2 separate regions of the Mus musculus genome follow, and region 1 is linked to region 2. The links are chromatin contacts, called in public HiChIP or PLAC-seq maps. All regions are on one chromosome and are shown on one strand. Each heading gives the region's core, a stretch centred on a gene start, on an enhancer-like site or on the middle of the called end of the contact. The rest is flanking DNA. Distances are from core to core; before and after follow the strand shown. Region 1 overlaps Pvt1 (Pvt1 oncogene). Region 2 has its middle 52 kb from the start of Gm24696.

Evidence for each region. HiChIP or PLAC-seq counts read pairs in DNA pulled down with a chosen protein or histone mark.
Region 1: a contact with region 2 is called in an H3K27ac HiChIP or PLAC-seq map of regulatory T cells, with 8 times the contacts expected there. The contact joins two enhancer-like sites. A contact is called at or near these places in 3 of 115 datasets of contacts at active chromatin or transcription factors (CD8 T cells, memory CD8 T cells and regulatory T cells).

What each region holds. Positions count from the first base shown.
Region 1 is chr15:62,243,449-62,250,671 of GRCm38.p6, reverse strand. The region is part of intron 4 of Pvt1 (Pvt1 oncogene); the gene reads right to left. Among named protein-coding and RNA genes, the nearest start is that of Pvt1, 210 kb to the right of the region's middle. Within about 2 kb of position 5,106, at least 27 of the 459 cell types and tissues checked have an H3K27ac peak or open chromatin away from gene starts, as enhancers often do. A contact at or near this core is called in regulatory T cells, where this site is marked.
Region 2 is chr15:61,406,972-61,413,927 of GRCm38.p6, reverse strand. No RefSeq gene overlaps it. Among named protein-coding and RNA genes, the nearest start is that of Gm24696, 52 kb to the right of the region's middle. Within about 2 kb of position 1,962, at least 12 of the 459 cell types and tissues checked have an H3K27ac peak or open chromatin away from gene starts, as enhancers often do. A contact at or near this core is called in regulatory T cells, where this site is marked.

The DNA of each region.
Region 1 (7,223 bases), core at 3,857-6,356, 830 kb before region 2:
AGAATGTTCTAGAAAGGAGAGTTACTTCATGGAAAGACTGAGGCCAGAGTGTACTCAGGAAATCTGTGACATAAGAAGGCCAGGGAGAGAGTGGTGTGAACAAGCAGGAAAATGATAGAAAAAAAAAAAAAGCCACCACCCATACAAGGGGACACTGTATAAATCTAGATATTTTATTCTAAGTAAGATAGAATTTCAGAGGGCACTCGTGGCTGGAGAATCCCCACCTTTTGGAGCTCACTCTGAAAGGATCCTGGCTACTGAAAGAAGGAAGGTAGGTCAGACAGAAGCAGGAAGATTAAAGTAGCAGAGTGGTTCAAAGGCAAGACCCCCTTTTCTGGGGTGTTTCTGACAGAAAGGATAAGAAGTGAGTCGGAAGGGCACACATTCAGCAGAAACTTTCCAAAAGATTGGTTTGTTTGTTTTTAAGACATACTGGTTGGTTCTTTAATGATCAAGAACTATTTTGAAATAATGTCTACTTGTTGGCCAACTTCAAATGACCTCTCTAAAGGCTGGCCATTGCCATACCAGAAAAGAATATCCCAAATCACACTCGCTCCTTCACACTCGCCCAGCAGCCTGGTCCCTCACTACACAGAAAGGACAGAGAGTCTGAGCATCCCTTTAGCTCTGATGAGAAAGAAGGGAGGAGGTGCAAAAAAGAAAAAGGCCACCATATGGAAAGACCCTTTCAAAAATGAGCTTCAGAAATTCTAGAGCCTTCAGGAAGGCTTGCCCAGAGAGACTTGAATCTATTTGCATGAATTGCTTTGGGTATTTTGGTCATCTACTAACACGATTTGATGATCACAGCCCCTTCTTTTTCACAAGCCAGCATTCACTAAGAAGGCTTTTTTTTTGTCAAAAAGAAACTGCTAGAGTGGGTGTTTTGAGACAAGAGTTTAGGGGGCGTGTCATGCTCCAGGAGCCCCAGTACTGAAGGGGTCAAGGTTCTGCTTAAAGACCACAGAGGCTTGAAGATGGATCAAGATGTAAAAGAAAGCCTATAAACATGACTGTTTTCTTGTCACTCCATTTGGCAAACCCTTTCCCCAGCCGCTTACTGTGCGTCAGGCAGTGTTCCAACCTTTTTGTTAAGTAGTTAGTCCGTTAATAAGATTGACAATCATGACTTCAATAGTGTCATTGTCCCTCATTCAGGGTTCAATTTACATTTATTGAGCATTACACAGATGAGCAAAGGAATTCATGGAGAAGCTAAGGTCCCATAGAGTATTCTAGCTTGGAGCTAAGGCTGATAATCTGAATATCTATTAGAAATGCTTTCAGCTACAAGCAAGAGACAGCTCAACACGAGGGAATGTAAACAATCAGGACTTGTTTCACCAAACAAGAAATCTGGAGGTGGTCTTAGCCCTGGGATGATGGACTATCCCCCATCGACAATTCAGTCAAGGATCCAGCTTCTTCTTTTCTTCCATTCTGGTTTCTAGTTGCATGGTTTTTCATCACCTCATAGGTTCAACATGGCTGCTGTGCCTCCAGGTACCCTATATATGGATCAAAAATCAAAATGAACCCTATCAATCACACAATTGTTATACTCATTTCTTACTATGTTTCTATTGAAACATACAAATGCATATTAAAATGGAAGAAGCCAGCAAGATGGCTCAGTTGGTAAAGTTGATTGCTTCTAAGCCTAATGACTAAGTTTGAGCCCTGAAACCTACATAGTAGAAAGAGAGGATCAACTCCTGGAACTCTACAGACATGTCATGGCACACACATGGCAATGTGCATGTAGACATACACATACAAACACACACAATTAAAAATGTAAGAAAAAATGTTAATGTACAAAAAAGGCCATCTTGAAACTTAGGAACAAAAACAATGTACACTTTAATATTTTTAAAAAATAAGCAAAAGAGAGATCTGAACAGATACTTCACAGGCAAATAAAACACAAAAAATAAAAAAATGTTGCCAAGGAATATGGAGATGCCACTATGCAACCCATATAGCCCAAACCTAGATCATCAGCACCACCAAACATTGGCAGGTAACCGGAGCTATAGGGATCTCCTGTACCCAACATGGGCTTGAAACTGTGGTCCAGTTATCGCGGCCTTTCTAGCAGATGGGATTATAGGGCTACATCATCAGACTGAGTAAACTTTTGTTGATTTGCTTCTAGGGTTAAACCTAGGGCTTCAAGAATGCTAGGTGAGTGTTATATCAGAGTTACCTCCCTGGTATGTACCAGAGACACAGTTCATTGCTAGTGGGAATGATACACTCACTTTGGATAAAAAGAACCTTCACACCAAACAATCTAAGATTCAGAAAGTAGCCTCCTTTGTATTTACAAAATGAGCAGAAATTTTTAATCAACATAGATGCTTATTAGCTTCACTACTTGAAGGTTCAGAAGATGGGTCAACTCCAGCTTATCTAGACTACAATATATCAATCGACCCTTCTCAAGTCATCAAAGGACATACTAAAGGAGTCATTTGCAAAAAGCAGGTTTGAAAAAGCTACCTGTTACGTGGTTCCAACCATGTGACAGTCTCAAAACTATACACAACTATAGAGATAGTAAGAGGAACAATGGTTGCTAAAAGTTGAGATATGAGAAAGAGGAATGAATACCTAAAGAACAATGAATTTCTAAGGCAATGAAAATTTTTCTTATAATCCAGTGATGGTGGGTTTACAACACTATGCATTGATGAGGCTCTGTAGCCCATAAGACAGGAGTAATGACCCCCCAGTGTAATGAACCTTTGATCACTCATAAGGGATTAATACTGCTATATAAATTTTAACAAATGTAGCACTGTAGTTCAAAATATTAGTAACATTTAGTAATATGATAAATACGATAGGGTGAGGGGAAAGGACACCAGGAGCTCAGTGGTTTTTGTTTGTTTGTTTGTTTGGGTTTTTTTGACATTTCGAGACAGAGCGTGTTTGTATAGCCCTGGATGTTCTGAAACTCTGTAGACCAGACTGCTCTTAAACTCAGAGATCAGAATGCTGGGATTAAAGACATGTGCCACTAGTGTGCAGCTTTCAGTGGATTTCCTTATAAATCTATAGCTATTCAGGAAAACACGTTCACTAATTAAAACACAAACACTCATACACTGTGACAACATTCACATCCTTTGATCTAATGGCTAGACTTCTGTCATGAGTTTTGAGTATAGAACATTCTAGAAGGAAAATTTTTTTTACATACAGGAAGGAAGAAAAAGCTAAGAAATTACGGATTTTTTTGCTAACAAGAATTTGGATAAAAGAAAATTTCAACATGTAGTTGACAAGTTATGGAATAACCCAGGCATTGCTGGCAGAAAACAAGGGATGGGGGAAACTGAATGGCATCTATGTGGGTTTGGCTGTGGAGGGGCTATAGAATGGCAGATATCAAGTTATATAAAACAATTGTTCATATATTACAAAGGACCATGGGATTATAAATAAATAATGTTTTTTGTTTCTTATATTTTCAATATACTACTCAGATATGTACATAACTATTGGAGGTCTAGGATATAAAGAGCAAAAGGAGAGAAAACAAGAATAGGTAGTAAAGCTGGAAAGCTTAAGAATAGCAACCTTCACCTCATTTTTTAAGAGGTGGGGGGGCAAGGAACCCTTGCTTTTCATTCTTTAAATTTTACAAATTAGGGAGAACTTAGTCACAGCTGGAAGCTAGATGGCGGAGGACTGCTTATGCGAAACCAAAGTGAACCATCTGAAGTTCAGATGTTTGTTGGGGACAAAGCAAAGTCACCAGATGTGCTTCCAGCATGCAAACATCAATAGGAAGTGGACATCCACTGAGTGTGAGAGATTAATAATGTGCTTTCTGGCCCAGTCAACCTGCAAACCTCTACTTCTCCTAATTCCTTTCAGGGGACCTTCCGTCGGGAAATACATGGGAGAAAATGGAAATCTCTGCCTGTAAGTGTAGCCTGTCTACAACTTGAGATCTTTCCCATTGGGACATTTCTGATGGAGGAGAGGTATGCTACTCACAGAAGGAGACTAGAACAGCTGGTGTCAATCAAGCTCAACCAGTGCTGTGTGTGTATGTGTGTGTGTGTGTGTGTGTGTGTGTGTGTGTGTGTGTGTGTGTGAGCCCCAAGTGCTATTCCTTAGGGAAGCCCCTCGAAGAAAGGAGGTTTTTATAAGCTCAATTTAAGAGGTCAAGGGATTTAGATCTGAGTTTTCCCTACATCAAGTTTTTCCCATCAAGGATCTAGGAATCACAGGGTAGGTTGATTTATTTGTGAAAGTTTACAGGTTGTGAATATACATGGTATAAGGGCTGAGAATATGAATATGGAATGGGAGGAGACAGTTGGATTGATTGACGTACAAAGATATTCGAATACACGTCATGAAAGTCAGATATTAACAGCAGCAAGCATTCCATCATTCTCTAAGTCATAGCATCAACTGACCATGTACACATTGCCAATGAAATCATATCTATCCCCTTTGTCCCATTATGTGTATATCTCTTCCAGTTATCTGTAACTCAAAACCTCTAAAGTTTTGTGACAGAGTTTTGCCCTGTAACCCAGGCTTGTCTAGAATTCTTCACCTTTCTGCCCCTTCTCCCAAGTGATGGAATAACAGGTGGGTCCCATCACGCACAGGAAAATCATGATTTTAGTTTGTTTTTCCCAATTAAAAAAGGGAAAGGAATGGGTAGAGCACCTATTGAATAGCATGCTTCCTAGTGTACCCAGTTGGTAGGAAGCCGAGAATGGAAGAGGTTTAGCTATGTGTCCATAGCATCTGTATACAGAGAAATGTACTGGTTCATTCCTATAGAAATCTGCTCAACCCATAGAACACACAGGAGTGGAGGCACGCAGAGCCCCCAGATATCATCACAGAGTTACATCTCCTATGTATCTTTCCTTCCTCCTGACTTGCAACCACATCATCTACAGACTAAGGACCAGTTTTCCTGACAAACGGCAAGGCAAGCCTTCCCTGACAAGGCAACCCACCTTAGGCATATGAAGAACTGCTAGTGACCCTTGTGGGCCTGAGCTACATAGAGGGGGAATACCCTATTACTTAGGTTTCAGGATAGAAAAGCCTACCCAATGAGTCATAGTGGTTTAGAATTTCCTCTGGGCCATTCTTGTGGCTCTCTGTAGGGCTTGGGATGTGTCATCAAGGTCTAGAGCACCTGAAAATTCTCTTGTGAAACAGAACCTCCTGGGCTTTCGTGGTCTCTCAAGTCTTGTCATAGACTCATGAGATGACCTATCTGCAGGTGAGGGGAGACTTGAAACACAAGGTGAAATATTCCCAGTGGGTGTGGTTTTACAGTTTTGGTGTTATTTTGCCAAATATTTTACCCTTCACCATACCAGGCACATATAGGTCCTATCTTTGAATCTTCACATTTGTGTGGAGTGAATCTTAACATGGAGTGGCTATGGAAGCCAAAGATGGGAGAAGGATGATGTAACGGAAGAGACTAGTGAAGCATAGGCGATAAGAAAGTAGAAAGGGAGAATAGCAAGAATAGAAAGATGTAAGCAGAGATGGGGTGAGACATGGGGGAAATGAAGAGACAGGAGAGGTGAGAATTAACCAAAACAAGTGTATGCAAAAACCATATGGAAACCTCCCACATTAAGTCAATTCCAAATACCTTTAAAAAAAAATAAAAAGGTTACATTACCTATGACTCGAAAATGCTGCTTTAAAAGCAATGGGTTGCTAAAAGCACTATGACAGATGTGAGATCTATCACTAACTATGTGCTGCTTGTTAAGGAAGCTCTTGGCATTGCTACTGGCTGCTCACCAGAACTAGTTAATACCATTGCTGAAGACATCACAGACCACAGTTAGGAGATAAAAAGGAGTCAAGCTGGAAGTGAGGTGGGAACTTGCTCTCTGTTGGATGTCTTTCATAGTGCGGAGGAAGGCTGCTCTGCCAGCTCCTGAGAAAGAGAAGACAGCTCTTTTACCATCTGTGACCCCTATGAATCTGCCTGTTAAGATGCACCCATGTGGTACAGTAACGGTATGACGGATACGGTGGTAACCAAGTACTCCCTGACTGGACTTGAAACCTGCTTCATAGAAGGACCATATCACTCAGGTCTTAGGTTACACAGGGAACTTTACTACAATTATTTCATTAAAGTGATATGGAGTCAAGCTGCTTTTTAAGCATGCACATGCACATGCATGTGCACGTGCACACACACACACACACACACACACACACACACACACACACTCACTAAAAGACAAATGGCATGCCTGTCCTTAATCAAAGAAGTTTCCCTTTGCAATGAACTGTGGTAAATGCACAGATTCTTGCTTTTCAGAGGATGCTGAGAACACATAATTGTTGAGTTCTCAGTAGAATAACAACATTGTCCCCCAAGGTTCAGAGAATGTCCCAGAAGATGGTGTGAAAAGAATGTAAAGCCAGAAGATACAGGTAAGGGTTGTGATTGCTATTGTTTGGGCATGACACACACATTGCAATCATGATCTCACAGCTGCTGTGGTTGCCTACTCTGGTCCTTCCAAAACATGGCCTATCTATCATCAGTCAATCATGGATACATGAGAGACTCCACGGACCATATCCTACCCTGCTGAAATATTGGACACTGGTAGATTCCAGGAGAAGAGCAGACATTGTCTTGAGTAATGTACCCACAAGTGGACCCACCAGGCTCCAGTGGATAGTTGGAAATTTGTGGCTACACAGACACAAAGACAGAACTGCTTAAACAGAGTGGAGAACCTACACAGCAAAGGAATCCGCTCATAAGTCCGCAGTTCTCTGTGTGGATGTACACATAAATGCAAAGGAGAGGCCTGCAAAGATGGGCTCCAAAATGGTGACAAATTAGTCCCTAAGCAGAGATGACGATGAGGCAACAACGGTCAGCAAAGATGCGTGAAAAGCACCTCCGCCTTCTTGAAAAAGTTCTAAGATGAGCACACTCATTCAATAGTTATATAATAAAACACCGACTTTTAAAAAAGGAGAATATAGAAGTTGTACTTTGAGAACTCATCCATCCATCTATCCATTCATCATGCAAGCATTGATTCTAAGGTAGACATGTGACGGGAGACAATATAGTCCTGGTCCCCAAGCTGAGGTCTTAACTTTCAGGGAAAGAGAGTATATCGGGAAGCATGAGCTAGGCTACCTCTCTGTAGTTCATGAATTAAAGAAGACAGAGT
Region 2 (6,956 bases), core at 713-3,212:
AGCATTTCTTTGAGGGATTGTCATGCTTGTTAATTAATGTAGGAGGACCCAGCCCACTATGGACAGCAATATTCCCTAGGCAGATGGACTTGTGATGAAAGCTAGCTAAGAAGGAACCTGTGAGTTAGCAAGCAGCATTCGTTCATGGTGTCTGCTTTATGTGTCTGCTTGAATTCTTGTCCTGACATCCTTCAATGATGAACCATAATGTGTAAGTTTTAATGCTTCCTTTCTTTCCCCAGACTGATTTTGATCAGAATGTTTGATCAGATCAACAGAAAGGAAACGACAGAAAAAAATCGTGAGAGGAACATGAAGGTAACACACTCATGGAGCAAAGATGAGAAACTTCAGAAAACTTCAGCATCCTGCACAAACGGAAGTAGAAAATTATTCTCAGGTGATGATACTCTTATTGATAAATAACATTTTCCATTTAAACTTTAATCTAGCATTAACATAGTCATCAGATAATAAATATTTGTATTTTTAATTTCACGATTTTGAAAAAGATACTAAGCATTCTGGAACAAACTAAAAATCAAGATTAAATTCATTAGAACTCATATTATATACATTCCTGTCTTTGTAACTTTCATTTTGTATGTGTAAATTACTCAGTGAAACTCACACATACATAAGCAGAGATGATGCATCCATAGCAGAGATGACTCAAATATTAGATTTGCTTTCTGAGTCCATTATGAGATGATAAGAAATTCTTGAAGGATAGAATTGTTGGAGATAGAAGGAAAAGAACTTGGAATAGAACTTTCTTGGAATAAGACACTACTTCTAGTTCTGAAGTCTTAGATCCTTCCAATATGTCTATGAAAACCCAGAGGACTATGATTGTTTCTCATCTTTAGGATTTTGTGTTTGTATTTCAAATGACCTCTACAGTTTTTATGCTCTATGAAGAATTCTCTTGCCCTTAACATGTACTGGATGGACTGCAGAACTGAGTTCATTATTATGCCATCACATTTGAACATGGAGACCATTATTCCTAGGCCCCATTGTTCATTATGCTAAATGGATCAATCCACAGCAATAGCATCTGGGAGCCTGTTAGAAATTCTAAATGCTGGGGGTATCTCTTGACTAATGCATCAGGATATGATTTTAAAAGATCCCGAGATCATTCTGACATACATAGAAAAGTTTGAGAAGCCTGAGTATAGAGAAATGGTTCATGGAAGACAATAGGCAGATTCATCACTTGGGCTAGAGAGAGATGCAAGTACCTACTTCTCTCCTACCTGGACCTACAACAGGAAGAACTTGCTAACCTAATTTGTTTGACTTTAGAACAGGGACTAAATTGCCAGAATGAAGACAAGAGTGATTCACATGAGTTAAAGTTTCCCAGCAATGTTAACTCATCCTGTCTTTACATGAATCTGAGAATCCATGATTTTTTGAATTCTTCACCATCGTAACCCTTTCCTTGGTCCTGCCCAGCTGAGTATTCAGGCTGAGCATTAGAGGAGATGACCCATTCTTTTCCCTCTAGTCTCCATTATTTTTTAGTAAACATCCATATCTATAGAGAAGTGAGTTTTCTGCATTTGTGTGTAATATCTTCTCTACTCTTTCCATTTACCTTCTGTAGTTTGATGATAAAATTGGGGAATAGGATTGATGAGGCCTTCCAGTCTATTAAAGAGGCCCTGTGACTTCACCTGCTTTACTGACTTAATAGCAGCAACACAGTTCAAGGAAATATAGACACTGTTTTTTTTCCTTTTTAAATTATTGTTCTATGTTCATATGGAGCCACAAAAGTGTAGTGGGAGTCATTGCTGCAATCTGCATTTCTTACTAGAGTCCCACATTGAAAGATATTTTGGTGCCTTTAGGTATTTATAGAACGTTGACTTATTTTCCACACAGACCATGCTCCCTGGAGCATGGCCCCTGTGTCAGAGAACTCTAAAGGAGAACGTTGAGTAGGTAGGCCACCACAATACCACAGACACTTCCCCAGGTGTGTGAACTGAAGAGGCTTCTGCACATAAGAGTTTTTGTTTCAAATCAGAATAATATTTTGCTTTCCATGGGATTAATGAGAAGGTTGTATTAACAAATGTGTAGGCCATGTACTTCTTGAAACACTAAGATAGATGTTTCGGTTGTTAAACTCTTAGTTGAATTTTAAGAATAATATAGAAATAATAATACATTTTGAACAAAAAAGAATCAGAAGTCTTAAGTGATTTCTCAAAAATGCCACAATCTATCAGTGCTGGATCTTGGGCTGGAAACACGGGGCCTCTTTTTCTTTTCATCTGCTTTTCTTGCATACAAAGCAGACGCACCTTTTTTTTTTTTTTTAAATGTTCTCTGACATTTGAACGATATCCCCTCTATCCTCCATTTATTTTCCAGCTTAACATCAATCCATCTCAGGTTCAGTCTCTTGGAACCTAATGCTTCACTCACATCATTATGGATCAGCTTCTTGCAGAGTTGGAGGTGAGGCAGCATCCAGAGTTGAAGCAGTTGTTTACCATTTGTATTTCAGGTGGATCAGCAAAATGGGACATCGAAGTTGAACCAAAGTCATAATAAAACATCCTGAGGTACATAAACACTCTGTAATAGACTAATACAGTTCCTCCAGGCACCAACAGAAACCTTGACTACTTCCCTTGACTACTTCAGTCAAATCTTCTGATAAAACCAAACCCAACTTGGAAACGTCCATGTATACAATGGACATGGCTGTTTCCAGAGAAGACTGCCCTTCAGGAGCTGCATGGAGCTACTTGAGTGCACTAAACACTGTCTAAAGCTGATTATCAAGAGAAGCATGATAAAAATCAGAAGCTCAAACATTCGGGAATGAGGTATACCTGACATGTCCTAAAGGTCTATCTTTTAAACTCAGGAAAGGTCTCTTGAAACTTTCAGATCCTCCTTCACTGAATCAACTCTTAGACTACTCAAAACTGGAGTGTTAACCTCTTTTTTTCCAAGATGACTGCCCTAGGTAGCAAATAACCTTGTCTCATATTTGCAGAGTTTTTTCACTGTACCATTTAAAACCTCTCCCCGGTGGCCAGTGTGTGACCCAATCCTGAATTCATTCATTCTTCTAGTAATTCTGTAATTTAAAATGTTTGAATACCTTACACTATCTTTTATAAATTAGATTCCAGTTTTCAGAAGGAACACAATGTTGAAGAACACTTGTTTATAAATCTATAGATTTCTAAGAGTTGATAATCTTTTACTCACAAGTATCAAATATTTCTTAAGTAAATTTTCTGTCAAATGCAAGGATGTATGGGGGAAAATTAAAGAAAAATAATTGGAAAAAGAATAGTGTGGTGCTAAACCATTTGATAACATGATCAGGGATGTCTGGCATTTGAGCCAAGGCCTAAATGATACAATAAAGAAATATGTGGGCATCTGGAAAAAGAGCATTCTAAGAACGAATCACAATGATGAAGACCTTAAGGTCAGAGTGTCTTTGACTGTTTAAGAAGCCAAAAGGAAGGCAAATTACTGGAATGAAAAGAAAAGGTGAGTTCAGATAGGTTCACACTGCCTAGCTTATAGGGACCAGAATTCAGGAAACAAAAGTTATGAGGGAGAAGCAATGTTGAGTAGTTCTCTATGATGCTTTTCCAAGTAAGAAGATATATTTGGCTAGGCTGCTGGCAGTAATATCTAAATAACTTTAAAAGTCCCACAGTCTGTACATACTAAAAGTTCCATCCCTTTAAATTCCTAATATCTTTTAAAATTCAGAGTCTTTTAAAAATTCAAAGTATCTTAACGGTGGGCTACACTAAAATACTTTCTTCCTTCGAGAGGGAAAAGCATCAGGGCACAGTCACAATCAAAAGCAAAATCAAACTCCAACTGTGCAATGTCTGGGATCCACTCACGATCTTCTGGATTCCTCCAAGGGCTTGGATCACTTCTTCAGCTCTGCCCTTTGTAGCACACACCTTGTCTCCTAGGCTTCCAATGCCTGTATTCCACTGTTGCTGCTGTTTTTGGTGGTCATCTCATGGCACTAGCATCTCCAAAACACTGTTGTCTTCTGCTGCAACTAGGCTTTACTAATAGCCTCTCATAGGCTCTCTTCATGGTGCCAAGCCTCAACTCCTTTGCATGACTCCTTCAGTCCTGGGCCATCAATTGCAACTGAGGCTGCACCTTCACCAATAGCCTTCCTTGGCCTCTCATAGTACCAAGCCTCAGCTGTTCTTCATGACCCCTTCATGCCTTCAAAACCAGTACCACCTGGGTGACTCTTACACATTACCAAGTCCAGCCACAGCACAAGGTACAACTTTGGCTATCTCTGTAACATAGCCTCTGTGCTCTCAGAAAACACTTCCCAGAAGATTTCACCTCAATTATTAAGTTATTCAAAAGATCAAAAAGTCAAAAATGCTTAGAAGGTCAAGAAAAATTGGTTACAGTTATTAGGTCACTTCATGAGTTTCAGTATGAAGCATGAGTAGGTCTTTTGTAGAACACGAAAAGAATGAGTAGAACTCTCATTTACTGCCATAGGTCACTATATAGTCAAATACTGTCATTCATTTGATGTACATACATGAACACACACAAACACACATAGGTCCTATCATCCCTCAAACCTCTGCTGGTCTCCCCCATTCATAATTTTATGCTTTGTGATTCACCATGCTCTCTCTTATCATAGGGACATTGAAAATTCTTCTTCTTAACTATTTGGATTTTCAATAAAACTAATAGAACCAGGGTGTTATGTAATGAAAAGAGTGGAGCAGATTCACAGCTTGTAAAGCTCTGTTTTGGATGGAGCATGGATTGGGAAATGACAAGAATTAATGGAGGAAAACCACCTTAGACATGTCTGCAGATATCAAGAGTGAGAAAGTGGTGGCTCAGACCACAGTGGCATGAAAATGGAACAAATTTGATGTTGCAAGAGCATTTTGGAAGCAATGCATTCTCAAGATCAAAGAAATAACCTACTTGGTTACAGTTATTAGGCCCCAAAAGAACTCCATTATGGCCTACAGGAGAACAAGAAGTGGCAAATTGCTTGTAAAGAAGCCTGTACAGGAGGAAGTTACCTGTGGTCTTTAGGGTGGGGCCCTCAGAAGATGATGAACTATTTCCAGGAAGAGATGATACATCTCTTTGATGTCTCGGTAGTGGTTTTAAACTTCTTCATGAAGTTCACAATCTTCTATCTAAGCATTCCTTCCCATAGCCTTCCTTCTAGAAAAATCAATTAATAGTCTTTACTTCAACCCTATTTATGGGCCCTTTAGACTTCTAAAGTGTGAAAAGAAGGTCAGTTTTTCTAATGTTCAAGAGCACTGCCTTAAGTTAGACTGATTGAACTGTGGATCTGTATTTAGTAATTAAGTGCCTATCGCTACATTTCTTGGAATCCCAGTTTTCATACCTGTGAAAGTTGTGCTTGCCACAAGGTCTTTTATTAGAATTTTGAAGACAACATTGGTGAACTTGTAGTTTCTGGTTATATGTATGCAACTTAGAGGTTACCACTTCAACCCACCTACACAAGATATGAACAAAATAATATTGTCACACATTTTTAAATCCACATGATAAAGCCGTAATGTGGTTATGGCTTCTCACATTGGAGACAACTGGTAGAAAGGCACAAATGGCAGAAACAGAGACCTTTGAGCTTCAGCACCCATGGAAACTGGTGCCAGCATAGAAGAAGCTGAATTTAGAATTGATGAAGTGACAGAAGCTGGGCTGTAGACGTGTTTGAGAGAAAGACCTTAGAAGATGAAGTAAAAGTAAGATGTGTACTTTGTGAGTTCTGTGTCCTGTAGCTGTAACAAGGTCTGATAGGGAAGGTCCGAGGGAGCTTTCGCTTTGCATTTGGTGAGAGAAGAAAAAAGAGTCCCTTTAATTACAGAACTTCTGAAAAAGGTCTGTCATTCTGACTGGTGAGAGGTGGAATCTCAGACTTGTTTTTATTTGCATCTCCCTGATGACTAAGGATGTTGAACATTTTTTCAGGTGCCTCTCAGCCATTCAGTATTCCTCAGTTGAGAATTCTTTGTTTATCTCTGTACCCCATTTTTAATAGTGTTTTCTGGATTTCTGAAGTCTAACTTCTTGAATTCTTTGTATATATTGGATATTAGTCCTCTATCAGATTTAGGATTGATAAAAATCTTTTTGCAATCTGTTGGTGGCCTTTTTGTCTTATTGACAGTGTTCTTTGCCTTACAGAAACTTTGCAATTTTATAAGGTCCCATTTGTTAATTCTTGATCTTACAGTACAAGGCATTGATTTTCTGTTAAGGAAGTTTTCCCCTGTGCCCATATGTTCCAGGCTCTTCCCCACTTTCTCCTCTATAAGTTTCAGTGTTTCAGGTTTTATGTGGAGTACCTTAATCCACTTAGAGTTGAACTTTGTACAAGGAGATAAGAATGGATCAATTCCCATTCTTCTATATGCTAACCATAAGTTGAGCAAGCACCATTTATTGAAAATGCTGTCTTTTTTTCCCCACTGGATGGTTTTAGCTCCTTTGTCAAAGATCAAGTGACAACAAGTGTGTGGGTTCAAAAACTCAGGTGACAGCAGATGCTAGCAAGGATGTGGAGGAAGAGAAATATTCCTCCATTGCTGGTGGGATTGCAAGCTGGTACAACCACTCTGGAAATCAGTGTGGCAGTTCCTCGAAAAATTGGACATAGTACTACCAGAGGATCCAGCAATACCTTTCCTGGGCATATATCCAGAAGATTCTCCAGGATGTAATAAGGACACATGCTCCACTATGTTCATAGCAGCCTTATTTATTATACCCAAAAGCTGGAAAGAACCCATATGTCCCACAACAGAGGAATGGATATAGAAAATGGGGTACATTTACACAATGGAGTACTGTGCAGCTATTAAAAAATGAATTTATGAAATTTTTAGACAAATGGATGGATCTGGAGG